Linked DNA regions of Dromaius novaehollandiae: region 1 is linked to region 2. Evidence: chromatin contacts called from public Hi-C data. All regions are on one chromosome and are shown on one strand. Each heading gives the region's core, a stretch centred on a gene start, on an enhancer-like site or on the middle of the called end of the contact. The rest is flanking DNA. Distances are from core to core; before and after follow the strand shown. Region 1 overlaps SMYD3 (SET and MYND domain containing 3). Region 2 holds the start of KIF26B (kinesin family member 26B).

The links. Hi-C and Micro-C count contacts between places; a contact is called where the count stands out from the background.
Region 1: a Hi-C map of liver shows a contact between it and region 2, with 13 times the contacts expected there. The contact joins the enhancer-like site here to the promoter of KIF26B in region 2. A contact is called at or near these places in 2 of 4 Hi-C or Micro-C datasets (brain and liver).

Annotation. Positions count from the first base shown.
Region 1 is chr3:88,998,177-89,004,574 of bDroNov1.hap1, reverse strand. The region is part of intron 6 of SMYD3 (SET and MYND domain containing 3); the gene reads left to right. Among named protein-coding and RNA genes, the nearest start is that of SMYD3, 240 kb to the left of the region's middle. Within about 2 kb of position 2,819, at least 2 of the 2 cell types and tissues checked have open chromatin away from gene starts, as enhancers often do.
Region 2 is chr3:88,482,908-88,489,915 of bDroNov1.hap1, reverse strand. KIF26B (kinesin family member 26B) reads right to left here and starts at 1,320. Exons shown (of 15, transcript XM_026102604.2): 1 at 1,194-1,320; 2 at 456-857. The coding sequence starts at 1,256.

The DNA of each region.
Region 1 (6,398 bases), core at 1,570-4,069, 510 kb before region 2:
AACAGAATTCAACAATGAATTTTAGGGGAATTTTGAGGTATTCCTTGCCCAAACTCATTTTGTGGTTAAGAAAAGGACTTGGGTTTGGAGAGATGTTAATTCAATGTACCTGCACAGTAAATTTGCTTATAAGTTTCTAATAAAAGGAGAGGAACTGAATTTTCAAATATGCGTAAATGTGCATAACTAGGCGTGGGAACCCAGCTCAAAACTGGAGCTCCGGTTCCAGTCTCTGCCCTGTCATTCCTTGTTTGCACTAGCCCCAACGTTCTCCCGTAACCCTCCAAATGGGTTTTGATTCTCATGGTGATCATAAGATAGTGAGGGAAACTCTGCTGCAACAGTTCATACAGCAATTTTAGAGCAGTGCAAATAAGAACAAAATGTGCCGTGTTCATTACAAGCTGCTGTGTGGGATTTAGCCTTGAGGAAAGACTATTTTAGGCATCTAGATAGGGATGTTTCACACTATTTCCAAGCTGACAAACTGGGAGGGGATTTATAATACTCCAGTCCAAGTTCTCTACTTGTTTTGTAGAGATTGCTTCATCTTTACAGGATGAGTTATGAACGCATCTATAGCAAACAGGAAATGAATCAAGCTATCTAATCTGTGCATCAGAGGAAGCTCCCCCTGCACTCCAAACAAGTCTGCCATATCGAGTTTGAAGAGCAAAAGCCTGGATGTCTTAGGAAACTAATGTCTTAATCTGTTCCTTTCTCCTTACTATTCAAGCACCTTGATTCCCTAAATACAAGCGGATCAAAGTTACACTGAATGAGAAAATCAACTTCTAAAATGAAGAGAAATAGAAAAGTCTTTGGCAACATGATCTGAGAAAAAATTAAATGTGATCATGACGAATTAGAGCATGAGATTAATCTTTGTATGTAGTAGAAGCACTGCTAATGTAGATTCTGCTAATTGGATCATCAAGGAGAGAATACTCCCAGCTCCACACATCCAGACACTGGGTCATGAGCAGTTTGTAGTCACACAGCGAAACAGGTATTGAACTCATATTTATGTAAAATGTGTACACATAGTATGTGTAAAACACATATTTAAACTTGCCCTCCTTTTTTTTTATTATCTAAGCTATATGGTAACGTTGCAGTTTCCTCTTGTGTGTGTGGAGACCAGAGAAAGTCCTTGTTCTGCAAAGAGACTGTCGCTGGGTGCTGGCGTTTCCTGGGTGCTGCTGCTCTCCTGGACGCGTTGCGTGGTGCTGAGTGCTGCTCTAGCCTTGCTCTTAGCAGTCCCTCCTACCGGCGCGAACCGCGGGATCCTGCTGAAATTAGGTTGTGTTTTTGCTTACTCTGAACTAGCGTTGTTTTGCCCCAGAGTATTTAATTTTCTTTTCCTGAAGGGGTCAATGTTGCTACAAGTACCAAGCATCCAGTGGTTTCCCAACAGGGATCTAAACAAAAGCGTTCGAGCCCTAGGAAACACCAGGCACCTTCCTGAACGTTTTAGAGTAGCGTGATTCATGCCAAGCACCTGAAGGATGGCCTCACCTTTTGACGTACTCAATTACTTATATAGAGCCATTTTTATTAATACTGTAAATGAACCATTAAAATAAAAAGCCAGCAAATGCAATCATTGCTGTGAGGATCAGTGATTTCAAAGAAAAGTTTTTCAAGGGGGTAAACAGCATAAAACCTTTTTTCCCCGGTTTTATTTTTCTTTCATTCCCTTTGTTGTCTGCCTTTAATGTTGGCAATGCTTTTAAACCCAGTGAATCAACGGTTCATATTTTTTAATTGTCTTTTCAGAAACTCTTAATTGTTACCACAGGGAGTGGAATTAGACTGAACCTTTAAAATGAGTTTTAGAACCCAGGCAGCTTCTATTGTGAAATATTTTTAAATGAAATTTCTTGGAACTTCTGTACCATTGAATGAGCATTTTCCTTTTTTGTTCCTTTCCGTCTCCAAAAAAGGAAAGAATGCCTCTGAGCAGTATTTCACATGTTAAATAGCCCTATGTTTAACTATTTGTTTAAATAGTTTTCCATGAATAGTATCAGCTAGATAGTAAAAAATTAATTGAAATTATCTAGTATGCCAAAATACTACAAAAAAGATTTTATGACATCATTTGCATGGGAACTCAGATGTTTATTTTGATCTCGAGCCAGGCCCAATTTTGTTCCTACTGATGTTTGTTTGGGTTAGATCAAGTGCTAAGAGTTTAAAATGGCAAAGCAGCTCTGCAAGTGGATAAAGGATAAACAGTTGCATATTGCACAAGGCGTGTACCTGATGTGCTGCTCAGAGATGGTCTTTGCTGCTGCAAGAGTCTTCCTTCCTTCCACTAATTAAGGATCAGAGGATAGCATTTGCTCCAAAGTTGATTTTTCAAACATTGGTTTGTTGATGGCAACACTCTGTCCTTCTTAATTTGCAAGCAAGCACATTTTCCCCGTTAGAGCTGCCCGAAATGTGCCTGCCTATTGGAAAGAAGGCAGGACAGCCTCAGCCGCTCCGCTGTGTCTGTGCTTTTCCTCATTTCCTGTGCTCGAACAATTTCTGAAGAAGTGCTGATTGAGTTCTCTATTTGTCGTTTCCCACTTCAAAGTTTGAGCACGCACAGATCCCTAAACAGGTATAAACTCTTTTTCTCCTGGACAGCGTCTGTACTTGTATTCGTGAGTCACTAGGGCCACGTACCCCCCTGACGGAGGGAGGGAAAGAGCAGCTCCCCGTGTCTGTCGTGCCGGCCGTGTTGTATTTAGATACCCGCAACAGGAGCGCGCCGGGAGGCGGGCGGCCGCGCTGGGGCTGCTGGGGGCTGGTTGCCAGCGGCTCAGCGACGCCTGCCCTCGCGCAGCCCTTCGCAGCGCTGCAGCTGTGGGACCTCCGCCAGCGGCTGCGCGTTAAGCAGGTGTGGCGGCCTTTTGGCTGCTTTTCCCGAAGTTCTCCCTGTTGTCTCTGCAAAAACAGTGTGCGGCTTGCAGGCGCTCTCAGAGATAACATTTGTGTCTCTTCTGAAAGCTGACACGCACCATCTTCCCCTTAGACATTTAAGGAAGAAACTTCCTGTGTCAGCGATGAGCCTATGCTTGAATTCTCAGGCACTGAAATGAGGTGTTTCACTGAGCAAGGTGGTGCTCACTCTCCGATATTTCCTAGATGGTGTGTCCCTTTTTTTGTATGTAAGAGTTCAGTGCAAGTTAATCAGTGCGTGCTGAACAAATATCACGGTGAGAATTATGACATTATTTTAGGAGGTGATGCTGTCTGAAAATAGCATTTCACCCAGTTGCACTTCATGTTCCGTTTGAGATACCAGTGACTGGAAGTGGAAGTATTTGTGCAGTGTTAAAAATCTCTCTTAATTAAGCAAGAAAAAAAAGATTAACATTTCATCATAGGGCTGGTAAATGATTTCAAGATGAGGTATATGCACACAATCATGTTCAAGAACATCTTGTACTTAAAGAGGCATTAAAATGTTGGGTTTGGTGAGTACATCTATTGCATAGAAATATCTAGTAGAAATGGGGAAAAAATCAATGTTTACAGTATCTGATCAGTAAAATAGCAGATTAAGGAAGAATGGAGGGATATTTTTGGACTGTTTTATTTCAAAGAATCATGAAAGTGCTGTTTTGAAAAAACTCTGGAGGTCATCCACTGCAAGCTTCTTCTCAGAAGCAGGCTGTCACCAACACTACATCAGATCAGTCATTGCCTTGTCCGGGTGAACCTTTCTAAGGTTAGAAATTCCATGACCTCTTCAGCAGCCTGTTCCCAGCTGCACTGTCCTGCTGGTGAAAAAGTTTTTCCAGCTGTCCAGCTTGAACCTCTGAAGCTGTGACTTGTGCTTGTTGTCCTTGCCATGTTGTCTGGAGCTACCAAGGTCAGTTTGGCGATGTTGTCTTAATAACCACCCTTCAATAGTTGTAGACAGTTATTAAATCACCCTGTGGCCTCCTCTTCACCAGAATAAATGTGCCCAGCTCCTTCACCCTCTCTGCATATGGTATGTGCTTTAGGCCTCTGATCATCTTGGTGGCCCTTTGCTGCGCCCTCTCCAGCGTCTCTGCATCCCTCTTGAACTGAGGGACCCAAAACTGGCTTTCACCCTTGCTGAGCAGGGGTGTAACAGCTTCCCTTGGTCTGCTAGCCACGGTCCTCCTAATGTGATTCAGTATGCAATTTGTTTTATTCGCAGTCAGGGCTCGCTGTTGCAGCCTGATGTCAGACGCTGTAAGAGACGCTGCTTAGCCACGCATTTCCCAGCCTATGTCAGCGTATAGGGTTTTTCCGCTCCAGGTGCAGAAGTCTGCGTTTTTCCTCATTGAAAGTCTTGAGGTGTCTGTTGGATCAGTCCTCAAATTTATTGAAGTCTTTCTGGACTGAGACTCTGGCATTGACCATATCAGCTACTCCCCCTAGCTCCATGTCATCTGAAAGTCTGCTGAGTCTCTTCACTTCCTACCGAATGGAGGTCAGCCTATAAAATCCTACTGATAAAGTTCATCCTGTTGTTTTTATTTTGATAGCCTCCTTACTGCTCAGAAAGGCTTTTTGGAGAAAAACTTCCATTATACATAAGATGATACTCCGACTTTCCTAAGAGAAGGAAAGACTCAATTAGTAGTAACGCAAAAGTTGGTATTTTGTTTCTTATTCAGTGATGATGTAGATATATTTAGGTTAACTTATGAAATTTTATAATCTCTTTCTGTTTTTTCAAGCACAGCTGAAAAAATGTTTTCTGTTGTCTTTATTTCACTGACTGATATAAACTCTGTACTGTGTCTAGATCCAGATATAATTTCTTGTAGCTGTTTTGAACAAGAAGTGTTTGATTTGTGACAAAGCAGTGTGATGTGTGTTAAGAAAGTATTTTCAAGTTTGATTCTATAGTCTCTTTTAGGTGAAGAAATGTTCATACCACATTTGGCCTTCTAAAATCTGTATCAGATGTGTTGTTTCTTGTTTCCACATGTATAAGTTTCTATTGCCTCAGGTACTATTTGACAATTTTAGCCTGAGTAAGGGACACTCATCGAATTCTGTACTACCTTAAAAATGTGGTAAGAATAGGTTTTATGTACCCTTGCCACATTGTCCAGCGATTAATTGTTCTGTACTGCATTTGTTCAAAGCCACTCTTTTACTATGTACAATTTATCGAGCAGCTCATGGAAGCATAAAAACCTTAACAAGCTATTTTACTGTATCTGTTTTATCTGAAATTTCTATGTGTACTCGCATGTTCAAAAGGAGAAAAATATTGCACAAATGAGTGTATATTCAAACAACATCTTACCAGAGTATACATTGATTGATGCTGGCTAAAAGAAACTCAGTGTCTCATCCTGAAAAGTCTTGAAATTAGAGATATTTCCATCATGTAATGTGAAGGGTGCAAGCTTCTAATTTGTTGGCTGACCCAACTACTGAGTCTATATGAAGTATAAATTTGCAAGACCCAGGCCTAAAAAAAATCCCAATGTAAGAATTATTATTTCTAGTTATGTATACAACAGAGTTTTTTGAAAGCGTTCCCTATATATCTTAATTATTGTTATAGGAAGAATGTGTATATAATGTACAGGGTCCCACACACTAAAGCTTGGTTAATCTGGCATAGTTCCAGTTTGCAGCATAGAGTCCCACTTGGTAATACAATATGAAATCCAGTAAGCCACAAGATTTTGTACTGGGGCAAAAGCATGCATCTTTGATATATTTTTTTTGTGAGCCATTGTTTATCTTGCACGCTAGCCCCAAGCCAGGCACGTATTTATTAAACTCCTTATATTTGCAAATTTTAATTTAAGTTAGGGAAGAAAACCCTGGCAAAACATAAAAAGCTGCTTTAATCTAATGTATTTATTATGGTATGTTTTCTGTTGTTTAACTCTCATTATTTCAACCCATTAACTAAATGACCAAGTGGTTCCAGCTCTCAGTTTATGAGCTAGGTGATGGATGCTGTAGTATTATAGCCATTATTTTGAAATAAAGTGTTATTTTTTATAAGTTAGAAACTGGTGCTTGTGACTGAAGAATGTTTGTTGTACATCATGAGCATGTTAATGGAGTTGGAGGGGAGAGGAAGATCGCCAGAAATTTAGAGGTGGCCTTTGAAGGCTTTTCAGAGGAGCTCATCTTGCTGAGCCCCATGAATGTTCATTGTTCCTGATGATCTCCAGGTCCACTTAGACCACTAGGAGGACTTCTGGTCTTGTGTGGAAGATTTGCGTTTGCCTCAGGCTGTCATCTGAGTCAAGTGAACTTGGCCAAACACAAGTTTCCATGCAGGGATGGATTTTTGTGGTGCAGCTCTACCCTTTACTTCAGTTAAAGATTGCAGTCTCCCCTTAGCCCCATCATTAGAACTAACAAAACTGATTCACTTCACCTTTAAATTTGTC
Region 2 (7,008 bases), core at 71-2,570:
CACCTTGGCTGCCAAGTCTCGGGTCATTTTGCAAACGCAGCTTTTAGGGATGGAGGAGAGCAAAAGGGGAAGGGACCGATAACTCCCATGTGATATTCACAACCCTGCCTGTCCTTCACGGGGAAGGAGAAAACAAATCGTGGGAAATCACCGTGCAAACCACCCTCCATGCAAAGACAGGCGGAGGCACGGTGCGAGCCTAAGTCTGCCACAGAGGCCCCGAGGCCTTCAGCCCTCCAGGGACAGAGGGGCCCTGCTCCACGCGAAGCAAGAGGAGGGGGGTGGGACGTGGCTACAAGGCAAAGAGGGGCCAGTCCAGATAACCCCCGAAAACCTCGGCGGCGGCACGGGCGGAGGAACGCCTCGGCGCGGAGCCCGCTCGCCGCGGCAGCGCCGGCGGCGGGGCAGGGTGCCCCGGCCAGCCCCGCGCACACGCCGGGCGCCCGCTCTCTCACCTTGCTGCTGACGGGCCCGGGGATAAGAAGCTTCAGCGCCTGCCTCTTCAGCTCCGCCAGGCGGGCGTTGCAGTGCTCGCACCAGACGCCGCGGTCGGAGCCCGGCGAGGAGCCGCCGCCGCTGCCGGAGCCCGGCGAGCCGGTGCCGAAGCCCGGCGAGCCGCCCAGCGAGCCGGGGGAGCTGGTGCCGATGCCGGGCGAGGCAGGCCCCGGCGAGCCCGTGAAGGAGCCCGGCGACGAGGTGCCGGAGCCAGGCGATGGGGTGCCGGAGGAGCCCAGGGCAGAGCCGGCTCCCTCCGGCGCCGGGCGGCTCCCCGCCCGGGACTCCTCGTAAGCCTTCCGGTACCAGCTCTCGGGGGAGAAGGGGGCGGCGGGCTTGGTGGGGGAGCAGGGGTCGGTCACCTGGAGCGGGAGAAGGAGGGAGGCAGCGGGTCAGCGCGGCGGGGCCGGCGGCGCTGGGAAGTTTCACTCAGACGCGCCGCGCCCGCGGACCCCCCGCGCCGCGCCGCGCCCCCCCCCCCCCCCGCCGCGCTCCGCCGCGCGCCCGGAGCGGCCGCCGGGGCCGCAAAAGTTGCGCGGGGCGGGGGGCTGGCGCCGCGGGGCCCGCGGCCGTTGGCGGCCGTTGGCGGGCAGCGCGCGAGCAGCGCCGGCAACCGCCGGGCGCGGGGGGAGGGGCGCGGAGCCCCCCGCACCGCGGCAGGCGCAGGCGGCCGTGCCTCTCCTCCGCGGACAACTTACCCCGTATTTTCTGCTCCGCGTCGTGACTGCAATTCGCTCCTTATTTCCAGCCACTGAATTCATGATGGCTTGACAACTGGAGAATTTCCTACAGGTTTCCCAGTTTACATCCGCAGGGAATTCTCGCCGCCACAGAGGCTCCCCGCTGGCTGGGCAGGCGGCAGCCTCTGCTCTGGGTGCAGCCTTCTCCTCAGGCAGCACTCAGCCCCCAGACACCATCAATTCTCGGGAAAATGTTTAGGATTCGGGTCTTTCTCCAGCCGGTTCTTCCTCATTGTCTTCTCCCTCGTTCACGTACGATCCGTGCTCTCACAGGAGCAGCAACACCCAGAGTACCGGCATTTCCCCCAGCAGACAGTACGGTTTTCCTCCGCGAGTGAAGCGAAGCATCCAGGGGAGCTTCAGGAAGGTGCAGGAGCAGCAGCGCTCCCCGCGCAGCCCAGCCTGCTCCCTCTGCTACTGTGGTAACTTGTTTCCTTCACCAAGGTTTGTAACTGAGTTAAAAGAAATCCTCCAAAAATATCGGGAGCCAGTCTCTGGGAGGAGCCTCTGAGTCCCTTGCAGCCAATATCCTCCTGCCCGCTTGTGCCTGACAGTTTCGTGAGGGAAGAGGGGCTCGGGCTCCGCGCTCCCCGGCCAGCCGCGGAGCTGCAGCGCGCCTGCACGGGCGCCCCCGAAGGCGCCACACGCCCCGCCGGAGCCGCGCCGCAGCTCTGCGCCGGCTGCCGAGCAGGGTCCATTTTATTTTGCAGTATTGCTTGATTGACATTTGCGATTTTCCCCCGTTTCTTGAAAAGGGGGGGGGGGGGGGTGAGGAAACCTTGTTGCTTCCACTGCAGTTATTGGTTAGTTGCCTGTGTTGAGGGCTTTAACGAACGTGATTTCACAAATGTTCCGAATCTCCCTAAATAACTGTGAAAGAAAAGCAGGCTGCATCTATGACAGTCACTGGCATCTCTTTTCCATGTTGTAATTTTAGGTGTATTAAATTAACTTGCAGTCGAGGGCATAATAAAGCGATCTCTTAACAATAAAATTCTACACACTTTCTTCCTTATTAATCTTTCCCTTTTAATTATGATTTCTTTTCACAGACTATGTGTATCTGGTTACTCATCCTTATTTATTTCAAATCCTTACGACAGCACAGTCATCTCTAATAAATCTCCCTCCTCAAAACAAGTTGCTGATTTATTTCCTCAGAAATGGATGCAGTAAAGAGCTAAATGCCAGACTCCCGATATAGTCAAAATACAGGGTGATGCAAATGAGAGGGCAGAATGCACAGGGGACTTAAATCCACCTTTCTACCTTACTCCATATAAACACACCCTTTCAGCATGTCTGATGTCTCCTGGGCTGCAAGGGCCGCGAGGAACTAAAACCGTTCCACTGGATCACCGAGGTAGGAAGCTCCCAGTGCCTTTCAGTTTTCATAACTATTCTGCCAGTATTAAAGGTGCATAAGATGCTCTATTATGTTTTAACTTCACTGGATTATTGCTCTTACGGTGGAGCAGCCATTCCTGTTCTGGGTAAGAAAGCTTTAGTCTAAGCTGCAGAAGCAGTGCAGCCCAAGGTAGCCAGATTGCACCACTAGTGCCTTATGCGTTTACATATGGGCCACGAGAAAGCAGACAAACAGGCAAACAAAGGAGACGTGTCCTAGCTCCTATTGCGAGCGAATGGGTTTCACATAAATCCACATGCAAAGATCCCACGTTTTGTTCTGTAGACAGACGTGATCAGGATGACAAGGTAACGCAGAAAAATGCAGTGCAAGTTTATAGCAGTACTGAGTGGGTATACACTGTAGGCCCGAAGACACTGACTGTAGGCAGCCATGTGCCATTTACACCATGGTGTATAACTTTTAATTTTCCGGGATTAGCATTTCTGGTGGCGAACTGGCAGATTTGCTTTGTTTTTCATCAGACCTTTGACACGCTGCTAGCTATGCCTGCCTAACCACATCTGCTCTGTCAGTGATCATCCTGTGCGTAACGGCATGCCCACCTTGCGAGATGACGCCTCTCCTGTGGGCAAGGGGGCAACGGACCGACGGGCGCGCTGACAAACGCCGGGCTGCAGGCTGCAGCCCCGCAGGGCGAAGGTCTGCCCGCGCCTCCCCGTCCGCTCCAGCTCCAGGGCACCGGGGCTCGGGCAGCGCCTGGCGCGGCGAGCCGGGCCGTGGCGAGAAGCTGCGATGCGCCCGGAGCTGCGCCGCCCCCGCGGCTGGGGGAGCCGGGCTTTGGGGCGGCCCCACGGCGCGCGGGCACAGCTGGGCAGGCGCCCGGCCCGGCCCGGCCCCGCGGAGCGGCGTTCGCGGGCGGCGGGCGCCCTCTGCGGGCTGCCGCGGCGGCGGCGCCTGGCCGGCTCCGGGGCCCCGCGCCGCCCTTCCTCCCCCGTCCAGGGAAATGCCTGCCGTCCTGGGCAGGGGATCGGCCCCACCGCGCAAGGCTGCGAAGGGCTGTCGGAGCCCTTCTTCTCCTAAGGGAGGGGGGAGAGGCTGCTCTCGGGGGTGCTTTTGAGCCAGGGTTTAAGCGACACAGCTGCTCTTCCCCATGGCTCATAGGGCACCTCACGCCGGCATGCGCACCCTGAAAGCCAGGCTGGAGCAGCACCTGCCCCCCAGCCAGCTGCTGCCTGCCTGGCGATGCTTCCCTTCGTTTCTGCTTGCTGCCACCTGTGCGAGGGCCCAAGCAGCAAGCCAGCATGAGCCAGGCAGCCGCAGTGATCCAGGGTCCTGCCGAGCCACCAGCAGCCTTGGCGCGTGCCAGCAGCAGGCCTGAGGGGAGGGCATCTCTTGCCCTCCAACTGAGGGGCAGTGGAGTTGCCCCGGGATAAAACTTACCCATTGGCACAGCAGGATCTCAAAGGGATTGTCTACAACTGCCTCAGGCCTCAGCCAGTGACCAGTGGGATGGAGAACTGGGGTCTTTCATGACTGGGTGAGGAGAGAGACCACTTCCAGTCGAGAAATTAGGATCTCAGGAAGTGGTGAAATTATCCTTTGAGCTGAAGACTTTCGACAGCTAATTCTATCACCCCTCCGGTTTGGGGGAACCTCTGAGATGGTGATGCTGAGAGACGGCCACTTACATCGTGCAGTGTCGAATGATTGCAATGGCCAGGCTTGGGCGCTGACTCTGTTGCTGTTGGATCATCTCTCCCTCTTCACAGGTATCAGTGTTTACAGACATTCTGTGTCATTCAAGCAAGGCTTTATGGAACATCCTGTGGGAATTTTTGGAAGCTGAGATGCTCCAAATTCTCCAGTTGGAGATATTTTACTGCTAAAATATTTTGTGCTGGCCAAAGTAGAAGATCATTCCAGCAAGAAGCTCTGCTAAGAGCCCTTTCTCTGGGTTAACACCTTCCTCTCTGAGAAACATTGAAGTATGGCTTTTTCCCTTTCTTCAGGCTTTTTTTGTGAGGAAGTTCAAAAGGTTACCTTCTAATCCCTTCTGCTCAATGTGTATGTGTAGGTCACTAAGGAGAGAAAGACATTTGCTCAGCAGAATCATCAATATGCCAATGACATGCAGAGCCACAGCTACTTCTTGATTTCAAGTTTACACATTTCTTTTGTTACCGTAACTGGTACTCATGGGAAGCTGCCTTAACTGTAATCCTGGCACATGAGTTATGCTAGCAGTTCAGAAGAAATAGCTAGTCCATAAGATTGTTTCCAAACTTATTTCTTCTGCTACAGAGTACTGGTCTCGCATTGGATCCCTCACTGATAGCAGCTTTTCCAGTTCTAGTTTAGGCAGTGGATGAGATTTCCCCATCCTAAGATGAACTTCGGTAAGGTAACTTACACTGTGTGATCCCAACTGTAAATTTATTGTGATGTGAGTTATCAGAATAAAATAGCTAGAAGTCGTGGTGGCTGCAGAGCACACTATAGTAGGATTATGAAGAAAGATTTTTTGATCTGTAGATATTTTTAGATTTATTATTCGGTTAGGGGTGTTCTTAATTCCAGCCATAGAGATGAAGAAATGATGTTGTTCAGACATTTATAAGTAAGCGAGGGGGAGCCAGAGCCTTGGATCCAAGCACAAGTGTCAGACAGAGGTTCAAACACAAGCCTGTCTCAAAGCGTTGAGGGTGGACTCTGATCTGGACCTAGATATTGCTCCTCTGTGGAGTGTTATGATCTGTCTTTTAGCTAGTATGTAAACCTCCAGTTTCTTCATCGCATGTGCATTTGCTCGGCTGTGCTATCACTCTGCTGCTTTGAGTGGATTTCTTCTGAATGTATCTCAGTGTGGGTGCAATTAAATCTGATCTAGAAGTTCAGCTTCATCATTCAGATCTGAGGTGCTGGCACAAGCCCAGTTCTATCAATAAATAGCAGTTTATGAGAGCTGGAAATGTTAATTGCATCGAAGAAATCCTTTGAGGTATTCACATTTATAATAAATCTCAGGATAAAAAAGGTGACAGCAGCTGTAACTTGAGGAGTCATCACTGCCTGCACAGAAGCTTTGTTTCCAAGTTTGGTGCTCATAAGTCTTGGTATCAGGTCTTACTTATAATTTTAAAAAGCTTCCTTGGGGAGACTTGAAATGCACGACAGCTCCAATACTTGCTTAAAGCTGCATATTAATGAGTTGGAGTCCATTGAGGGACAAAGAGGAAATTGAAGGCATTTGTAATAATAGTGACAAAGAATTAATTGTTAAGATAGACACAGCTAATTATTCAGGGCCACAAACAAAACCACCAGCACTTTTTCAGTTTGATATATTTCTTCTCTGAAACCTTACTGGTTCTTGTTCTCCTGTCCTTGCCAAAGTTTAGGATCATTCCAGCAAAAAGCCCTGCTAAGAGCCCATTAAATCCTTTATCCTTTTTATACAGGACATCAGCAGAAAGGCACAGATCCACAGCCTGAGTGCTCTACAGGTCAAGGAATTCATGAAATAAGGAGGATATCAGCCATATATACTGCATTTGTACTCCTGATCTTGTAGGTAGTGTTCCTGTTACGGTATCTGGGATATAGTATCCTTTGGGGTGGGGAGGTGTTTCAACTTGCTCTTGACAATAGTGGGGTATAAGATAGTGGAGAATTAAGACTGGGCATTACCTATGTATGAGCTGGCTTCTGAGGCATTTGCTGTAGCATAATTTCTAAGTTAGTTCCAAAATTTATCTTGTGTCTGAGCATAAAAAAGACTCACCTTGGAAAATCTGTACATCCTCATGCGTTGTTGCAGTCCCTGGTTCTGGATGTTCAAATACAGACAGGGGACTCTCTAAATGGTTCTAATTACAGCTTCTACTTCTTGCTGTTGCCGACAGATCTGCATCAGCATACTTTAAATACACTTTTTCCTACTCTAAACAACATCAGAGAATTTTACTGTCAGCCTGAAAGGGGTATACCTCCCTGTTTGCGTAGCTTATCCTGTTTGGGTCAGGGTTGTTGCACAGGTGTTTAGCCTGTTCTTTCATTGCTTTACTGAGAGCTTGCTTGAATCTCTCCATAATATAAAAGGAAGACATTTGTGTTCAAATTTGGCCAAAGATTCTTGTTCTATTGCAAACCAGATGCCCTTCTCAAATCTTGCCCTTTCCTGGTACCAAAAGCAATCTACTTTTCACAAAAGACTATTTTGGATGGAAAATTTTTCTTTATGTCAAATATAAAATACTTCATAGATTTTTTGGAAACTGCTTTCATAGTTTCTGTCACTGCCTACTTTCATAAATCTTTATGTTCTCAGTAAAAATCAATGCCTACTTATTAATACAATATTGATATGTGTTTCATAAGTTATAAAGGGTTTGGTGTCATGCA